Regions from separate parts of the Zea mays genome. Here region 1 is linked to region 2. Evidence: chromatin contacts called from public Hi-C data. All regions are on one chromosome and are shown on one strand. Each heading gives the region's core, a stretch centred on a gene start, on an enhancer-like site or on the middle of the called end of the contact. The rest is flanking DNA. Distances are from core to core; before and after follow the strand shown. Region 1 holds the start of LOC103630717 (MACPF domain-containing protein NSL1). Region 2 holds the start of LOC100285412 (dynamin-related protein 1A).

Region 1 (3,250 bases), core at 550-3,049, 360 kb before region 2:
GGGCAAACTTTTTGTGGCTAGTCCGCATGGCAAAGTACCGAAGTGAGATCCATGCACCTGGGCCTGATTGGATGGGCTCGTTGGCAAATGCATGCGTTGTAGGGGGGCATCGAAACATGAAACTATGGCTGGTGGCCTTTTTCCTCATTGTGAGGGCCCTGAGGTATATGTCGTACCATTCATGGTGTCGTTTAGGTAGCTGGCATGGTGCTCAGGGCTGACACCGAGGTGGAGCCCTACATCGTGGCTCTATAGGATAAGGTACAACCTCAACATGTTGGACCTGAAGAAACCATAGCTTGGGCTCGAGAGCATGCAGATGAAGGGTCCCAATCAGTTGTACCTCTAAGTGAGGTTGTGCGGGAAGAGATGGACTTGACCCTAGCGAATATTTAGGAGAATTTTTTCTTCTGAATCTTACAGATTTCTAAGTCGTCCCATACCAATTCCTTTAGCACATTTCTCAAATGAGAAAATTGATAGGGACTTAGTGAACAAATTGTCGAGATTAGAACTTGATTTGGTTTGCAAGATATTTATTTATTCTCATATTGTAATTCATGAGGATAAAACAATTTAAGAGAAATATGTTTATTAATATTGTGTTTTATATAACTCGTTTGCATCTTTGTGACTCGAGCCACATTATCTTCATATACAATATTGGTGAGTCCATAACACCAATACCACAAAACCGTTGCACGTGGCTAATCATCGCTAAGTCAAACACATTCACAAAATGGTTATTCCACATTGTAAGCTCGTTTATGATTTGCCATTACGGGGGATCGGATAAATATTTGGCGTTTATGTATCCAACCACATCAGAATTTGTGCCTATATAGTCCAAGATCTCTTTATACCATTCACATTCACACTCACATATATGAGGATATATGTTTGATTCCTATCCAATGACATTTGGTGGGCGAAGTATTTTGTCGAGCTAGAAAGCTCACTGCAAATGCAACATCATGGTCTGATGTGATTTACAAGGTACATGGACGACACTAGTATATGGGCATCATGTGGTCTGAATTGGTCTGTTTTCATTTCTAAAGATCAAATAACTATAGGTTTTTTTTGGAGGGATATGATTTGTTCATATTGAATTTTGCTAATACTTTCTCGGTATAGCTATAGGCACACTAAAGTTCTAGTCGGAAGGTGCGCAAGTTGTAAGCAAAATTTAGTGAGATCCAAATTTCGACTCGAACTTCGCCTCTTTAGGTAATGATATTTAAATCGTCAACATACATGGGTTGGATAGGACGCAAAATTATGTTTGTGACTTTTAAATAAATCGTCAACATACATAGTGATCTGACTGAAGATTTTGTTGGTTCGTCGTTGGACGGCGCCACGCCAGAGACCAGTGTCGTAGGCTCGTAGCGGAGTGTGCCGCGTACTGCTGACCCTCCACGAACCTTCGTCGTACGCGTGAGAAAGGTCTCTGGTCAGATCTAAGTGAACTGAGACGAGAAATTCATCAGTGTCGACACGGACACACGGCCGGTTGCAGACCATGGAAGTTTCCAAGGCCAGGCAACACAGAAAGACCAAAATTTTAGTTCACTGCCATGGAAGATGGCTGGGGAAAGTGACACACCAGCAGGCAGCAGCCTCGTCCGGTCGTCCCTATGCGCGACGGTTTTGGAAACCTGACTCCTAAAAAATCATTAGGCTTTCTTTCTTTGTTTGTTTCTTCTCCAAATAGAAGACCAGAACATTGTCTCAACAAATATACCACACGAGACAAGCAACCACTAGCTGCAGCTTGCACATATAGAACAAGCAAAAATGAGACGACGAAGCAGCAAGACTCCCGCCGCAGGACTGCTTCCTTCGTATGATCGTATCCTACGTCCTGACCCCAGCCCGCCCGCGGTCTCCTACAAATCCCCGTGCCCGACTGCCCGTAGCCCCCCCAAGCTCCGGCCTCCGGCTGCCCCGCCCCCGCGACAGCGACTCCGCCCCCAGACCTCGTCAACCCGCCGCCCGCACGTCACTCCACTAACGTGTCCCCCCGGCCCACCATACCCGATGGTTCCCCGCCACCCCACGACCTTGACCTCGCCCGGGCCGCGCCGTCGCTGTCCCCGCGCCTGCAGCCCCCGCACGCAGCCCCACCCCCGACGCCACACACTCGCACACACTACCGGACCAGGGCGACCAGAACGCTGCGACGGGCTGCGCTGCGCAGTCCACGCCACGCCACGCCGCACGGCAGGCCGACGGAATAGTACCGTGCCGTTGGCGGCACGTACAGCAGTTCAGGCCGGCCTTCCCCTCGCGGCTCTGTCCGTTATAATCCGCACGACCGCACGCACGGTGCAGAAGTAAGGGCTGGGACCACCGGACGACGATGCGGGGCTCCTCGGGCGCGCGCATGACCGCGCAGGACGCGGCGGAGGCGGCGGTGGGCGCGGTCGGGTGCGGCTACGACCTGACGGGGGACCTCCGCCTGGGCCGCGCCAAGCCTGGTGGCCGGCTGGTGGACCTCGACGGCGCCGGGAAGGGCCCGGGGACGTCCCAGTCCGCGTCCCCGTCGCCGCGGGAGCTGGCGTTCCCCGGCGGGGCCGCCGTGGCGGGCGTGCCGGCCGGGGTCGTCGCCGGCAAGGGCGAGCGCGCGCGGTTCCGCTCCGACGTGCTCCCCTTCGCGCAGATGGCGGAGGAGGTGAACCGGTCGCTGTCGCTGCCCGCCAGCAAGATCCCCTCGGGCGCCTTCAACGCCATGTTCGACTACCGCGGGTGCTGGCACCGCGACGCCGCCGCCACGCGCAGCCTCTGCTTCGACGCCCGCCTCGTCGAGCTCTACAGCGTCGAGGCCGTGCGCGCCAGCCTCGCCCTCAGGGACCACGTCAGGCGGGACCTCCCGCCCGTCTGGGACCCCGCCGCGCTCGCCGAGTACGTACTGTCGAGTCCACCGTCCCAGCAGCAGCGGTGACTGGTGATGGGTCTCGAAAGCTCATGATGGTGCTGCTGCTGCTAGCTCCCTCCCTGCAGGTTCATCGACAAGTACGGGACTCACGTCATCGTCGGGGTGAAGATGGGAGGCAAGGACGTGGTGTGCGTGAAGCAGCTCAAGGGCTCCAGCCTCACGCAGAGCGACGTGCAGGCCCGGCTCAAGGAGCTCGCCGACGACAGGTTCTCGGAGGATTCCACAGCAAGTTCCAATTCTTCCACCGCGGGAGGCGGCAGGTTGTCGCAGGGGCTAAACGTTGGGCCCGGATCGGCCGCCTGGCAGTCC
Region 2 (3,297 bases), core at 418-2,917:
TCTACTAGGCTAGCTGTAGCTTCTCAATGCCTGTATGATATTTTGATCCAATCTTCTGTGGTAAAAGATAAAATAACACTTGGGATCTGTATGTGTTATTAGCCCCTGTGGTACTCTATTTGTTTCCAGGTCTGCAGAGTTTAGTTTCTATAGATATTTGAGTTAAGAGGAGACTAAGCCATGAAGTAAAAGAGATGCCTAGTTTTTTTCCCCTTCAATATGGTAGCCAGCATTGTATCATGTAGAATTTTAATCCAGGACAGAAGTGGTTCCATGTATATGGGGGAAACCAAACCACACAAGAAGCTATCAGTTATGCCTGTTCTACTGTTGGTGTGGCTTCTCTATCTCATTAGGTACTGTCTTCTGGACATAACTTATGATGTGATTACACTGGATTCCTTTACACTGAAGTCAAATCGGGGGCAGGCTATTCAACAATGTTTCAGAGACATGTTCACTGGAATTCCGACAGCAGCCCATTTTTGGCACATAAAACAAAATACACAGACAAAAAAACAGAGAGAAAATCTCATACAGGCATAATAACTCACGGTGATCATCTATTATTGGCATTGATTGTCGCAGAACATATTCACATTGACCTGTTATTGGTCGCAAAACTGGTATCAGGTATGGTACAGCAATTTGTTTTCAATCGGAGTAACACAGTCCGAATCACAAAGTGAAAAAAGGTGCCAAAGGCTTATTGGACGGTTGGACCAGATGTGTCTCCAGTTCTGAAATAATCTGTGTTTTGAAAAAAGCCATGTATCCTGTGATCCATGTCCATTTAGAAGGGTCTAGCAAGGAACATGCCGGAAAGAATGGTTGTCTTGTTCAATAGGGTGTACCTAGTGTTCCATGTCTTTCCAAAATGAAAATTTTTCCAGCAATTAAGGGGGCTCAACTTGGTGCTTAAATCAGTTGTCAGTGCTAATTTTTTATAGCTCAGTGGATTATGAAAAAGCTGATTTGAAGATGAAATCCCAGCTCCATAAGTTTTGTTAAGGTAACACTAAACCTAACTTACTTTTATTTTGTCCTTACAGGTCTACATGCTTCTAAGTTTCTTTTGTTTTTCAACCAGACTTACTTCAACCGCTTATTTCTTTAAAATAGACATAATTGCTATTTTTTCTAAATGTTCTATACACAAGCTTTCTAAATGTTTGCTACACAAGATTACTCTACAGGATTACTGAATGTTTTCTACGCGCGCGGGACGCGCGCTTAAGTTACTAGTATTTCTATTAAAAAGGAGCGAGCAGAAGAGCGTGTCATATGTTGCAAAATAAAACAAAGATCAGTGATGCATAAAAACAATTTCCATATATGTCCTATGAAAACAATTTCCATATATGTCCTATGAATATAGGATAGGCTTATATCTAAGCTTTAGAAAATGGTAAAATATTAAATTCCAAATCAAACTAAGTAAAATTTAATTTCTTCAGATGAAGGAGACGACTCCTTTAGTGCATTCAAACATAGAGCTAGATCAGCTGAAACTCAAGTCTGGAAATCAAATCTACTGAAACTCTACCTGAAGAGAGCATCCCAACATGGCAACATAGAGCTAGATCAGCTGGCAGCCCACCACGCTGCTGGTACGACACAGACCACGTTCAATTCAAAACCCAAATCAACTCCGACGCTCCCAGACACCAGACCACCGTCGCTCGCTCGCCTGCACAACCTCTCCATCCAGGCCACAGCTCGAGACCAACGACCGACGCCTAGACGCGGCTGGGCGGTCGGCCTCACCTCGTTCCCCCGCCTCCCTTCTTCCTGCTCCGCGTCTCGATCTCGACTCCCCCGCCGCGTCGCGCGACCCGGCCAGATCTCGCCCACCCTGCGCCGCGGCCATGGATAACTTGATCACCCTCGTCAACAAGCTGCAGAGGGCTTGCACGGCTCTCGGAGACCACGGAGAGGAGAGCGCCCTCCCGACGCTCTGGGACTCGCTGCCGGCTATCGCCGTCGTTGGAGGACAGGTGCCCTTCTTCCCTTCCCGGGCACGTTTTTTCGCGTTGGTTCTGATTGGATCTGGTGCTGTCGCCCCAGCTTCGTGGGTGTGGATCTCGCGGGTTGCTGGTGGAACCGCGAGGGTTAGTTGTTGATGCGGCTTGGCGGTGCTTGGATCTGCAATACTCGGACTCGTAGTGCAGGAAGTTGGATTTGGGTCGCTTACATGTTTGCATCTGGAGCGGTTTTGATGCGCCCAGGCCCAGCCACCCGCTTGATTGATTAATTGCTGAGTTCCGCACTCCCGTCTGGTTGGGAAGCTAGTCCACTAGTGACTTAGTGTGATCAAGTACGGATGCGAGTATGTTCATTGGATGTTTGCGTGATGAAAATCGTAGTTCGATGCTATTTTTCAAAATGGATTCGTGCTCTCGTGAACATCTATAAGCTCGTTTCGATTTCTACATGCATTCAAATAATGTCGCAGTTTGACGTTTGAATTTTGCTGACAGAGCTCTGGTAAATCATCTGTGTTGGAGAGCGTGGTTGGGAAGGATTTCCTACCGAGGGGTTCAGGTACTTTTGTAGCAAGGAGTATTTGCGGTGAATCCCAGTGCTACTTCTTGTTTAGGTGTTCTGATTGTGGCTGGAATGGTATCTGCAGGCATTGTAACCCGGCGGCCGCTGGTGCTGCAGCTCCACAGAATTGATGGTGACAGGGAATATGCAGAGTTCATGCATCTTCCGAGAAAGAGATTTACAGATTTTGGTAATTCATCTGCTCCTTTCTACTTTTGGAGCTGCATGATTCATGACTGATGAGATAGTATTATATAAAACTATATTGTCACTTATGGTTGAGGACTGTTCTATAGTTGAATTTCGTGTTGCTAATGGAAACATCCTTTCTATATTATTATTTTAATTATGCTATCATACTAGCTTCTGGTTTGCTGTTTTTTCCTTAAACATGAACTAACACACACACTTGCTTTATGGGAAATGGTCTTCAATGCTAAACCAGAATTGTCTGAATTTTAAATTGTATAAACTCAGTTTATCAAATGATACTTGGTACATAATGGTAGTTGTATTCTTGCAGCTGCTGTGAGAAAGGAGATAGCTGATGAAACTGACCGAGAAACAGGCCGTTCAAAGCAAATATCAACTGTCCCTATCCATTTAAGCATATTTTCTCCCCATGGTAAGATGCAAACTCTTGAAGGGTACATTGTTACCGTCGCATTATCACATCTCAACTGTCCTCTTCCTAGTGAGTGTTGTTTGTTGCAAAGGATTTAAGGGTTCCTTTAGCTTGTCGACTCTGCT

What was found. A called contact is a pair of places that touch in the nucleus more often than the background predicts.
Region 1: a Hi-C map of leaf shows a contact between it and region 2, with 9 times the contacts expected there. The contact joins the promoter of LOC103630717 here to the promoter of LOC100285412 in region 2. A contact is called at or near these places in 2 of 25 Hi-C or Micro-C datasets (ear and leaf).

The regions. Positions count from the first base shown.
Region 1 is chr6:175,317,588-175,320,837 of Zm-B73-REFERENCE-NAM-5.0, reverse strand. It overlaps LOC103630717 (MACPF domain-containing protein NSL1), which reads left to right and starts at 1,799. Exons shown (of 5, transcript XM_008651765.4): 1 at 1,799-2,907; 2 at 3,007-3,250. The coding sequence starts at 2,366.
Region 2 is chr6:174,954,573-174,957,869 of Zm-B73-REFERENCE-NAM-5.0, reverse strand. It overlaps LOC100285412 (dynamin-related protein 1A), which reads left to right and starts at 1,667. Exons shown (of 16, transcript NM_001158305.1): 1 at 1,667-1,997; 2 at 2,481-2,544; 3 at 2,633-2,737; 4 at 3,071-3,172. The coding sequence starts at 1,869. It overlaps LOC103630712 (tetraspanin-6), which reads left to right. Exons shown (of 2, transcript XM_008651761.3): 2 at 1-278.